3 separate regions of the Mus musculus genome follow, and regions 2 and 3 are each linked to region 1. Evidence: chromatin contacts called from public Hi-C and HiChIP or PLAC-seq data. All regions are on one chromosome and are shown on one strand. Each heading gives the region's core, a stretch centred on a gene start, on an enhancer-like site or on the middle of the called end of the contact. The rest is flanking DNA. Distances are from core to core; before and after follow the strand shown. Region 1 has its middle 160 kb from the start of 1700092E19Rik. Region 2 has its middle 220 kb from the start of Gm11351. Region 3 has its middle 110 kb from the start of Hdgfl1.

Evidence for each region. A called contact is a pair of places that touch in the nucleus more often than the background predicts. HiChIP or PLAC-seq counts read pairs in DNA pulled down with a chosen protein or histone mark.
Region 2: an H3K27ac HiChIP or PLAC-seq map of stem cell-derived neural progenitor cells shows a contact between it and region 1, with 4 times the contacts expected there. The contact joins two enhancer-like sites.
Region 3: a contact with region 1 is called in a Hi-C map of cerebellum, with 2.4 times the contacts expected there. The contact joins two enhancer-like sites. A contact is called at or near these places in 2 of 484 Hi-C or Micro-C datasets (cerebellar granule neurons and cerebellum), 2 of 115 datasets of contacts at active chromatin or transcription factors (astrocytes and stem cell-derived neural progenitor cells) and 1 of 9 other capture datasets (embryonic tail).

Annotation. Positions count from the first base shown.
Region 1 is chr13:26,152,845-26,156,667 of GRCm38.p6, forward strand. No RefSeq gene overlaps it. Among named protein-coding and RNA genes, the nearest start is that of 1700092E19Rik, 160 kb to the right of the region's middle. Within about 2 kb of position 2,302, at least 74 of the 459 cell types and tissues checked have an H3K27ac peak or open chromatin away from gene starts, as enhancers often do. A contact at or near this core is called in astrocytes, cerebellum and stem cell-derived neural progenitor cells, where this site is marked.
Region 2 is chr13:25,748,456-25,752,853 of GRCm38.p6, forward strand. No RefSeq gene overlaps it. Among named protein-coding and RNA genes, the nearest start is that of Gm11351, 220 kb to the right of the region's middle. Within about 2 kb of position 2,171, at least 33 of the 459 cell types and tissues checked have an H3K27ac peak or open chromatin away from gene starts, as enhancers often do. A contact at or near this core is called in stem cell-derived neural progenitor cells, where this site is marked.
Region 3 is chr13:26,655,766-26,659,859 of GRCm38.p6, forward strand. No RefSeq gene overlaps it. Among named protein-coding and RNA genes, the nearest start is that of Hdgfl1, 110 kb to the right of the region's middle. Within about 2 kb of position 1,721, at least 44 of the 459 cell types and tissues checked have an H3K27ac peak or open chromatin away from gene starts, as enhancers often do. A contact at or near this core is called in astrocytes, cerebellum and stem cell-derived neural progenitor cells, where this site is marked.

The DNA.
Region 1 (3,823 bases), core at 1,052-3,551:
GACAAATAAATGTAATCAATAAAACTTAAATAGGGGCCGGGAGCTCATTCAGTTGATGAAGTACTTGTCCTACAAGGCTGAGGGCCTGAGTCTGGACTCCCAGCACCCACCTAACATTTCTGCTCCATGAAGGCACAGATTGATGAATTCTGAGAGCTCACCAAACAGGTAGTCTTGCTGAGTAAGCTCCAGGTTTAGTGAGACACTTTGATTCAAAACTAAGTTGGAGAAGAACTGGGAAAGTGACCTGATGTCAACATCTGGCCTCCACAGCCATAGGCACATGTGTACACACACACACACACACACACACACACACACACACACACACACACACACATCATAAAATAGTCAAATTAAAGGAAGATAGTGTTGCAATAAGTTCGTAAAGCAGGAGTTGAGGCTACCAGGTATTGTCTTTGTTCTCCTGGTGAGCCAAAAGTACTTGGCTCTGATCATATTGACACAAGGGATTAGACTCAACATATCCTAAAGTGATAGAGGGAGTGGTAGATACAGGTTGGCCATGTTCTTTTCTCTTTCCCAGGCTTTTCCTGGTGCTAGTCTCTTAAAGGTTGGGAAGACCCCGAAATAAACTCAACAGTAGTCTAGTTTGTATAGAAAGGAAGATAGGTTGCCTAGTTGTTTCTAAATCCCTTTTATGCAAGTTTCAGCCCTCTGTGCACAGCATGATGTCTCTTGTTTCACAGTGTCCTGATTTGAATATAACTTATATTTGTCCTCTATCCAAGCTCCTATTCAAATGACCTCACCTCATCCTTAAAACACCATGTCACAATACAATGTAAATAATTTATAGATCTTCATAGATTCCCATTTTAGTTTGTTTTCTGCAATGAATAAATGAAAGAATAGTGGTATTATATTTTTAATGGTGAAAACAAGAAGTGTATTGTTGCCGGTGATTTTGGTAGAACTAAACAAAATATTTTCTTACCTAGAATAAGATAACAATTTAGGGGTATCTTACTTCAGTGTCTTAAATTTTGAATGTGAATCCCCTTGAAAATCAATGACAATCATTTCGTCTCTTGTCTGGAGTATTATAATAGTAGCCAGAGTGTTTATTCAGAAATATGACCAACCAGCCTCCATGATCTGATACCACTTGTCTAGGCAGTCCAGCTATTGTCTCATCTAGACCCCGGTCTCTGGTCTGTGTTCATACAGCACACACTGTAAAGACCCAGGGATGTCTGCCTCAAAGCTTTTCTGATCAGACATTCATATATGAATCTCTCTCTGCTTTGTCTGCTCCAAAGATTATTATTCATTGTTTCTAATTGCTCCATTTCTGGATCTGTTCATAAATACACATCATTAGAACATTTTCAAAAGATCTGTCATGGGATTGTCTCTAGTTTTTGTGCTTTTAAATGTAAAAGCCCCCAAAAGAATTGGCAGCAACTCAAAATAATGATTATGTAAATGAAAGGGGGTCTTGCTTTTAAACTAAAGAAAAGCAAAGCTCTTTAGAAAAAGGACCCCACCTCTTTCACTAAGAAAGGGCTACATTCCTTTTCTCCATCTCTCCATGCTTACTCTTTTCTAAATCCTAGGGACCATACTTCTAGAATATTCTACAGAAGACCATTAGTGGCCAATTGTCCATCTATCTGTTTCTTCATTGTTATAATGCTCAAGCTATTTGCTTTTTGTTTTTCTGGCTCTTGTGTTGGACCACTGAACGTGTGTGTGTGTGTGTGTGTGTTTCAATATAAATTCTAGTTGGAACAGAAAAAAGAAGAAGAAAAAGCCCTCCAGATATTACAATAAACACACACACAGAGGAAGAAAAAATCTATCTCCATTGAGCTTAACAATCAGGAGGGCCAAAATTACCTCTTATTAACATTTATTTTACAAAAGAGGCAGGGTATAATTTGGTGATAGATTCAGATTTGGAGAGCAGCTATAATCAGCCCTGAAGGCTTCTGCCTGAAGGACACGGCTGCTATCTTTTGTAATTATATTTCTCTGCCCCTATCCCACACCCCCATCTGTAAGAGTCTTTTTCACTCCTGCTTCTGATGGCTGTCTGCCTTTCTCCCCTTCAGCCCCCTTTCTTTCCTTAGCAGCCCCCTTCTCTTCCTTTCTGTCTCTAGCTTTCCCTCCCCCGTCCCCCTATAATGTGGCTTCTCTCAATAGCCTAGGCAGGTTTTAAGATTAGAAGAAAGCCTCTTGGTGGAGATGGGGGATGGCTGAATAGGAGCAGGAGGCCCCACTCCTTTGGCAAACAAGGCTCTGGGAACTTGTCCAACTGGGGAGAACATGTGCTGGGCCCCTGAATAGGCAAGCAGCAGGCCTGCCCATATGTCAGCCTGTGCCACAAAGACGCCCTTGCATATCTACCGTGACAAACAGGATTACCAGAGACAATTAATCTGGCTCGCTTTATCAAAATCGAGTGATGACCTTTGACCTCTCCCCTCAGTGTGCGGCAGATGCCACGCTCCAACTCAATAGACCTGGAGCCTCCCTTTCTCTCTTCTGTAAAGCATCCAAGGCCTGAATCAGTCTGGCAGGGACTAACTGCACACTGATGAGGGGAAGTCGCGCATGCGGCAGGCTGAGTCCACATTTCTTTCCAAGGCCCAGAAAACGCAGCTCCAGATCCTTAGCTGCAGTGGATGGAAGAAGAAACACTTCTACTTTAACTTTAGTTCACTCTTGTTTGGAGGCTGTATCTTGCTAAGATGGAAGAAAGGAGACTTTGTAGTTATAGAGCACTGTGTGGGGGCACTAGTGGATATCAGTGGCATTGTGCAAGTGAAAGAAGGCATGTCCGTGCATGAGGATTAATAGATATTATGGCGCTGTTTTTGGTAGCTTACCACAGCCATAACAATATCACAGGAAAGGAGCAGAGCTTCCAGAGGCAGAAACTTTTCATGTAAGATTCTGTCAAACTCATTCCTAGAACTTACCCATCTGTCTACATTGTAGTGCTTATACCCATGTATGTGTGACAGACACTAAGAAGCTGAAATTTATTCTTATGCCTGTCAAAGCCATTTCTCACACTGTTTAGCTTGGTTTGTAAAGGAAGAACCCCCTTTCGAAAGGAAATGATGGAAGTTTTGAAAGTCTCAGAGAACATTCTGGGAAGAGAGACCATTGGTCACATCTCTACCTCCAGGGAAGAGGAGGCTGTGAGTGACTATGGAGGTCAGGATTGTTATGAAATGATGGCACTGCTGTTCATTGGCTCTGCCTCACCCACAGGAAAGGCTACCACACTGCTTACGAAAGAGCAAGACAGAAAATAATAGGTGACTCAAAACTGTTCACCTTTGTGCATCCTTGTTGAATTATTTGAGGAACTTCTCAGCTCAGCTTCCAGAAACTTTTCTCTAGGAAGTAACTGGCTTGTGTCAGGCTCACTGAATAAGCCTCCAGCACCTCTGGGACCAAGAGAACTCAGAAGAAATAAGACCCAGATTCTTCCTGGGGCTCAAAACCTTTCCTCTTGGATATGACCCTGTGTCTGCCCTGTCACCATATTCTCAATGATCTTTATGCATTCTGACATCCTACAACTGCTGCTGATATTGAATGAGAGAAGAAAAAGCATGCACTGAGCTGCACTGAAGGTTTCTTCTTAACTGTGTGAGCTAGCTAGGTCCTAAAAGCCAACTCACTGTGGGCATCTCTTTTGATTTAGTAGCAGAGATTGCATTGCATAGGGTCTGCCTTGCCTAGCCTAACTTCTGTGCCTGACTTTTCTCCTGGGTGTGACTTACAGTGAGTTCTTGCATTCCTGCCTTGATCCCTGATTAATACTGTCCTCATTCACTTTCTT
Region 2 (4,398 bases), core at 921-3,420, 400 kb before region 1:
GCTGTGAAATAAGGAAAATATATGGGCTGCAGAGAACAACTTGTTTTCTGGCTCCAACTTTTACTAGGTAAATAGTACCCAACAAACTCTGTGGATTGCAACTGATTGTCACTAAACACATGTCCATTTTCTTAGGCTTCCCTGTGGTTTTATGTGCTGTCCCTATACAATGATGAACATATATCTTGTCCTTATAAAGGTTAGTCTGTATATGTTGCTGCCAGTAGAGACCCGAATGAACTTGTTCTGATCCCAGATAGGTCTTCGATGACACATTAAAGAAACCATTCCACCCAAGTCTAGTTTGGTGAACCAGCAGTTTATTGGAGTTCCCTAACAGGAGGATGTGTGACTCAAAGGCAGCTGTATCACCAAAAAGTTCACTCCAGCACGGGAGAGGATGATTCATGAAAGATGCCTCCCTGGAACTCCTGTAGTGGGACAGTCTCCTCTTCCCAGCAACTGCTTTTACTGCCTTAGGGAAGTGTCCTGCAAATCTGGTCCCTTTCTGAGCTTCCTCAGCCTTGTAAAGTTTCAGAGCAAGAAGGCCTTTATGAACCTTCTGCTTCCCTCCAAAAGGGTGTATTTCAGTATTGAGGAAATAGCTAAAAATACACATAGTATGTTTATAAAATAAAGAATTAGAACTTTCGTAACATGTATCTGAAAGAAATGTTTTAGTTTAGTGCTTGATGTCATGGCTGTCATGGTTTTGTTTCACTCCAAGACTTGAGCCCACATGAAAGAGCAGCCTAATCTTGTCTAATGTTCTTTCTGCATCTCACTCATCAGTGGAGAGAAAAGCATCCCATCACATGGTTCCTTGTCTTCCAGGATGACAGACCATAATCTCCCTTCCAATTTAACATAGTCCCTTTAAATGTATTTGACAAAGGTATGCCATATGTCGTACCCAATACAATCCATACCATATTTGCCTTTTACTCAAAATTTCCAGCTTAATAATCTTTTGTGATATTCATTTCCCTTGCAACAGATTCACATCCCATTATTAATGTCATGTGAATTAAAGATTTTATATATATATCTCACATGCATACATATACACACATGCACACTTGCATGTCCTTCTGTATCCAATTATTTGTGTGTTCTTTGGCATGCCCTGACCTATTTTCATATATTCATATATTAGCAATGAGCTCATTGCACGTGGGTATGTATGGGGTAGGGGGTGGGGGGTTGCTCTCACTCGTGGAGGCTTGTTTGGAAGCTAGAGGTAGACATCCAGATGTCTCTTTCAACTGCCTGTTGACCTTACATGTTGGGATGGAGAGTAGCACTGAGTATAGAGCTCTGCATTTTAGGAAGTTAGTGAATCACCAGGACACGAATGTCCACCTCTGGGTTCTCTGGTCCATGTCACCCTGCCTAGGGATGCTGGGAATCAAAAACCTAGTTCCCATGCTTATTCAGCAAGCACATTCCCTGCTAAGCTGTTTCCATAATCCTCATGAGACCATTTTAAGGCTTCATTCTAGCTTTTTAAACATATTTGCTCATCAATATATGTCATAAGATGTTGTTGAGCTTTGAGTAGCAACAGGGTTTGCACCCAGGTTCTTTACAAATTAACTGATGATACACAAGTAGAGTTTCTGCCAGATCCTTGTATGAAATGTGTAACTTCACCATAGACTCTCTTTATATTTACCTATATCGAAATGCCAATCACTTCACCAGTCCTACTTAATAGTACGCACTATATTAAAGTGGAATCCTGTCATAGAAATATTATATGCTGGGATGCACAAGTATGCGATGGGTGGTATCCCTGATACTGGAAAGTAACTGCTGCATGAGGTTTTTATTTTAATATAGAATGCTAACATTTGTTTTCCTGCAAGTTCTGAGAGTAAGGAAAACCAACTCAGCTGCAAAAACTTTCTTTCTAGGGTCTGAAAAAAAACAGAGTTTCTTTCTTTTAAGATGCAATATAGTTCCCCATTTGCATTTAAGGTCTCCCTCATTCACTGAGTTTAGAATGCACAGCAGCAACAGAAGAATAAAGTACCCCCCAGTCCTTGTCATTTCCTCATGGCTGGACACCCTCCACTGGGACCAGATAAAGAGTAGCATTATCTTCTGAGTTCCATTCAGCAGGGAGTTCTTCCTCACTGTGGATACAGCCCGGGTCAGTGGCTCTGTCTGCAAAAGGAGGCACCCCAGAGCCCAGGCTGGTTTGATCTCTGAGGCTGGCAGCCCTTGGCTACTCCAGGTGTTGTCTGAGCCAAAGAAGGACCTTTTTGTCCATTACTTACACACACACACACACACACACACACACACACACACACACACAATGTCTAGTCAGTCATGGGTCATAGTGTCCAAAGAAAGAAAGAAAACCACTTTATTTGTTTAGTTCCCAAAGGCATCATAGAATTTTCTTCACAATGGGAATACTCTAGCTGAGGAGGGCCATCTAAAACTTAAAACCCAACGAGAGAGCTCAGAGCTATATAAAGGAAAAGTTGCAGGACCCTGTCACCTGCTGCCACTCTTCCATCTAATAATAGAGCAGTTGCTAGTTCATGACGATATGCCAAAGGGAGGGGATTATGCAAGTGGCTTCACAATGGCAAGAAGTGGCACTTTGTTTTCTCCTGCTGCCACCCGACAAAGGAAGTAGTGAGAAACAGAATCTGTTCACTCCAGTAGCCATGGAGTTGAAGGGGCCCATCCTGGCATCCCGTCTGTCCCCGAGACAGCTAGTGCCCTCCCCATCCCAGGCTTCAGTATGTGTGCCCTTGCCCACCACCATGGTTCAATTTAGCTGGATACACCAGGCCTCCTACAGCACCTGCTCAGGCTCCTAAATGCCTGTTCTGCTGGGAATTGCGCTCTAGCTTCATCTCTGCTCTCTCTCTCCCTTTGTAATTATGTTTAATCCCACAGACACCTGCCTTGGCTTTGAGACGTCACTGATGGAAAAAAAAAGAGAGAGAAAGCAAGAGAGATGAAAAGACCTTTATATCCATTTGTATCCAAATCTGGCAAATAAGCACCACAGGCCAGGGTAATTACACACGTCTAGGGGGAAGTGTGAGAATCCATAGATGAGGGAGCTCAGTCTCACTCAGTTCTGTGGGTTTATCTTCATCTGGCTCCAAATTCAGACGTAAATAAAAGTAAGGAAAGCCACGTTAAGCCCTTCCACGCTGCAGCTCAGACAGCAGTGAAGCTAAGATCTAGGTGAGGTTACTATGCTTGCCACAGTCTTGATTTGCAGTATTCCTCACTTTGTTTGACTGTGGGTGGGGGTGGGAGGAACAAATGTCAAACTACATCACTGACTGAGACACTGATGAAAATTATACGACTCTAAACAGGAGGCTTCCGTGTAACCAGCAATCTGCCTCTCTCAAGTCACCCTGATTTAATTTTTTTTCATTAAAACTATTTTGAAATGGCTTTGACATTAACATTGCCTTTGCATCAAAATATAACATAAATGTTAGTCTTCTCTGAAATACTGAGGTTGAAATTAAACACTTTAGATAAACGAATTGTCCAGAATTTCTCTCCAGTGTATACTAGAGCAAAACAAGCATTTCTGCCTTTAAATGGGTAATGGCAAGATTCTAAGGAACATGGGATTTTTGCATTAATCAAAATATTGTGGGAGAAAACTCATATAGAATGTGGAAAATCCCAAAAGATTGTGCATTGTTCAAATAATATTTTCTTTAAAATATTTGTTTTATTTCTCTGTGTATGAATGTTTGAGTATATAATATAATATATAATACAATATAATATAATATATTACATATATTGTAATACATATAACAGGCACACGTAGAGACAGTGTTTCTTTACCTTGCCAGTTATCATGATGGAGCAATGACAGTTTAGATTGTTCTTCTGTAAGATGAAATAGCCAATATTTTTTTCTCTTTCAGATTAAAGGTCAAGGGAGAAGATACTAAATAACTAATCAAGTTTGTAGTTAAAATAAAAATAATCAAATGAGCTTTAAAAAAAAAAAAGGACTGGTAAAACCAAACCAAGGCAAGTGAACCCTGAGTATAAAGCACTTGCTAACACAGCCAGTAATTGTTATGTGATTGTTTCAATGTTCAAAATAATGAAACCATCTGATATTAATTTACCCTTTGAGCATCTCCATTTATTATGTGTGATAGTAAAACATTAATTGGGAGTTCAGCTGACCCAGCTACATATGTATCGCTTATTGTTTCCTGCCCACATGAGGTTTCTAATTTATACTTTAATAATACATAATTTAGATTCTCTTTTCAAATATATAGATGTCTTAGAGTTACTATGGCTGGGACAAATAAGCATGGCCAAAGCAACTTGGGGAAGAACAATTTTATTCAGCTCATGCACTTCATCACTGTTCATCATCTA
Region 3 (4,094 bases), core at 471-2,970, 500 kb after region 1:
GCAATCACTAAAATACTTGCCCCTCAGATGTGTTTCCTCATCCTCCTTTCCCTTCATGTTACTACTGAGATAAATTCATGCCATCTGTGACCTTTCTTAAGTATCTTTAACTCTTGCCAAAACCTACAGGTGGTCAGCAAAATGGCTTTCCCCCCCCCCAAAAAAAAAAAGCAAAAAAAAACCAAAACAAAACAAAACAAAACGCAACAACAAAAAACCCTAAACAACAGCAACAACAAAATAACAAAAAACAAAACAAAAAACTGAAGTGAAGACGAGGTGAATAGTAGTTTCATGGAAAATAGACCAATAAACCAACAAACCAACAAACTTCACATTATATGAGGGAACACAATAAAAGCTGTTGCCATACATTTGTAAATTTAAATTTCTTATTCTTGGTGAAATGTGTGTATGTTGTATATGATATATGTGAGTGGTAGTGAGCATTCGGGAGTTAGAAGACAACTTTCAGGAGTCAAGTCTCTCCCTCCACAGTGTTGCAGAGAACATCTTGTTTCTGATATGCTACATGCTCTAGGCTTGATTGTCTATAATTCTCCAAGCATCTTGTGTTCCCAATACCCACTTTGCCCTAAAAGTGCTAGAATTATAGATCATCACATCTAGCTTTCTGTATGTTCTAGGGATCATATTCACGTTGTTATGCTTGTTTGGCAAATGCATTTACCTGCATACCTGTCTTGCTGGCCTAGCTCATATTTCTTGCCTAGCCCTATGCCTATTTTCATGTAAGGAATTACTAGTAATATTGAAGAAAATCAGATCAGTAGGGCAATGCTTTCAAATAGTTCAAATAGTGATAAGAAGAACCATTGAAATAGCATCAAAGCAATTTCTATGGACAATTCTGTTTTGTTATGAGAACTTTTCTCTGAGGCACAACCACACAGGTGCATATGGTCCCAGGTGTCACCTTTGCCCTGGCATATTCTGATTTTAGGACACTCCTCTGATCTTCAAACAGACAATCTCATTACCTTGAAAGAAAGCAATTCTTGTTACAAACCATTAATTCTGTCTCTGCCTTTCTTCTCTGGTTATGTTTCAATAGCAAACCTGATGATGAACTGTTCTCAGTTTGATTTATTTATTTTAATGCTTTTCTCAGGCATTTTCCACTTCTGATCAGTTATTCCTACAGGCAAAGACTTCAGTTCTTGTTCTCATTTCAAGAAGTGAGATGAGCAGAGGCAGTGAACTAAAGAGCCCAGAGTTTCACTTCTTTGCATATCTTTATCCACACAGTGAATGTTGTATGGGCTCTGATGGCAAAGGCATGGGCTATCTTCCACAGTGCATAGATAAGGATTAGGTTTAATGCTTGAAAACCTTTAGGAATGGAAAGAAAGGCTGCATTCAAGGCAGAAATAAAAGGACCTATTCTCTGGCAAAACATAAAACAGCATCTGCTGCAACAAGCCCCAGTCTGAGCCACTCTGAGCAGCATCTTTTGTTACTCAAGGATGGCAGCTTTGCTGAGGCCTTTGAGGACATAAATAATGACAGATAAAGGGTCTGAGCCAAATGAGAAGCAGGAAAAAAGTCACAATTTGATGTGCAACTACTTGATTCTCAGCCATGTGAAAATAAAGAGAAGCTGACACTTGGAATTAATGAACCACCTCAGTAGCACTGGGTGACTAATTTACTATTTTATGCAGAAGAGCACACTACTAGAGCTGTCTGGTTTCCAAGAAAAGATAAAGCCATACATGTAATATACTCCTAGTGCGCCCAAATGGGCTCTCTGCCCTTGGTGTTGGCACTGTACCCTACTCCATTGACATTTTGGCAGGACTCACTAGCTTCTCTGTATGTGAGGTTCACGATCACAAAGCCCAGAAAATTCCCATTCAACTCACATATTTCAAGCAACAAATCATCTTTTTCGGTGCTTTTAACATGATAATTTCTAAGTATCCAAAGGGATAAGTAAAAACATGATGTTGGTCAGGTTTTAGACCAAAGAACTAAATCACTGACGTCACTTACTTTTGGTAGGTTATTAACAAAGCTTTTAGTGTGTCCAACAGATCATAAATACCATCAAAAACAGGTTGAACATTTTAAGTGATCAAGGGATCATTCTCCGCTCTTTAGCTTAGAAAATGGGAAACATGAAGCACATCCATACTTTATTATTTCATATTGATTCTTTAGTGATTCTCTTACATATCTTATTAAAGGGCTAGTAATGTTTTTTTTTTTCAAATTTTGAAGTGACTAATAGATACAAGCTTTACCATTAAAATGAATTTGTTGTACTTCAAGGATAATTTATGACTTTTTCTTTTAATGTCTGCACCATGAAATGTGCCAAAAAACTTTTTTGTCTGTTTATAAGTACCTATGTGCACTTTTTTAATGAGTTGCACATTTCTATTCCTCTTTAGAAGCCATCATAGTATAACATTTATTTTCATATTAAGAAATTCACTTAGGCATGATGTATGTTTCCAAAGAAGCAAAAGGCAATGATCTTCTCAGTTAAATGTAGGTTGGGAATCTCTCTGTTGTGTAAGGCTATGGTTTATCTTGCTCAAAGTAGATTACAAAACGAGGAACATAGATTAATGCAAACTAGTAGTGTGTGTGTGTGTGTGTGTGTGTGTGTGTGTGTGAGTGTGTGTGTTATTTGTCCTGTAGACCAGAGACTTAGGGTTCCTTTCCTCCATCCTTAACTGGGGAATTGTATATAGTGGACAGTTTCTGGTGAAAGAAAGAAAGTTTTGTTAGGGGTGTGACCGTTAGTAGATCCATCATGCTTCCGTGGCTGGCCCTACATCCAGGAGTATATAGTCAGTGCAATGAGAGAGATGGAGATGTATGTATGTATGTATGTATGTATGTATGTATGTATGAATGTATGCATATCAGGACACTAGGACACAAAGTTTTCCAGATAGTAGGAAATATCCAGTGTGTAAATAGTAGGTATATCTGAAGGGAGCTGAGGCAGACTTAGGGTGTTAATATGATCAAAATACATGGTATGAAATTTTCGAAGAAGTAATAAAAATGTTTGGAGAAAAAAGAAAAGAAACTTCTTCATTCAAGAAAAAATTTAATACATATTAATAAAATGTTAAACAAAAGGAAATATGCATAATTGTAATACAGATGCAATCAGAGGAGGAAAATTAATAAACAGTAGGTCTGAAGACCTAGCAGGGCTCTTTGTCTAATTACATATATTAATATTTATTGAACACTTTGTGTCATGTACTTTAGAAATTTTATCTCAATTAGTATTCATAGCAATTCTATGAAGTAGACATTATCATGCTAAATATAAGCATTAAGTGTCTGGGACTCAAAGAATATACAAAGCTAACCTCAGCAGTTGTTAGGTAGAACAGGAAGTTTTGAGCTCAAGTCTCCCTAATCCCAGGACCCACATTTACCATACTACTGGCTTTCAGCCAAATGAGCCACTCCAGAAAATACCCTGTGAACTTAGATCAAAATAGTGTTCCTTCAATTTGAGGTTATTTCTTGGGGGATAACAGCCATTAGAATTTTGTGTTGAGAAAGCTATGAACAAAGGTACTGTCATAGTCTACACCTCTAACACTCAAGTTCAGAAACTAAAATATTCCTGGGTTGAAACATACATCTAAATTGGCATTCATCTCCAACGCTCTTCTTCTTCAGGATTAGGTCTCAAATGTATAGAGTCCAAACACTGAAATGACATTAAATGTAATGTGTTTATCAAGGAATCGAGTCATCTCATTTGCTATGCAGGAGGGCAAGTACGGGACAGAACAAGGCCACCCCAGAGGACTTCAACAAATTATTTCACTACATTACACAAAACATCAAGAATGTTAGGATGCTGAGAAATGGGTTTTTAATTCTTTCAAAAAATAGCACCAACCAAAGCAAATGGCATTTTTTTTTCTTTAGAAGAAAGAACCAATTGTTCAACCTATTCATGACCTTACAGTTAGTAAGACAAAGAGTGTATTCAAAGTGAATAGACAAGTTCCATTTCCCTCTCAAAAAGGGACCATTGCATGGAATGTTTTAGAGAATGTTTTAGAGAAGTCCTCTGTAAACATTATTTG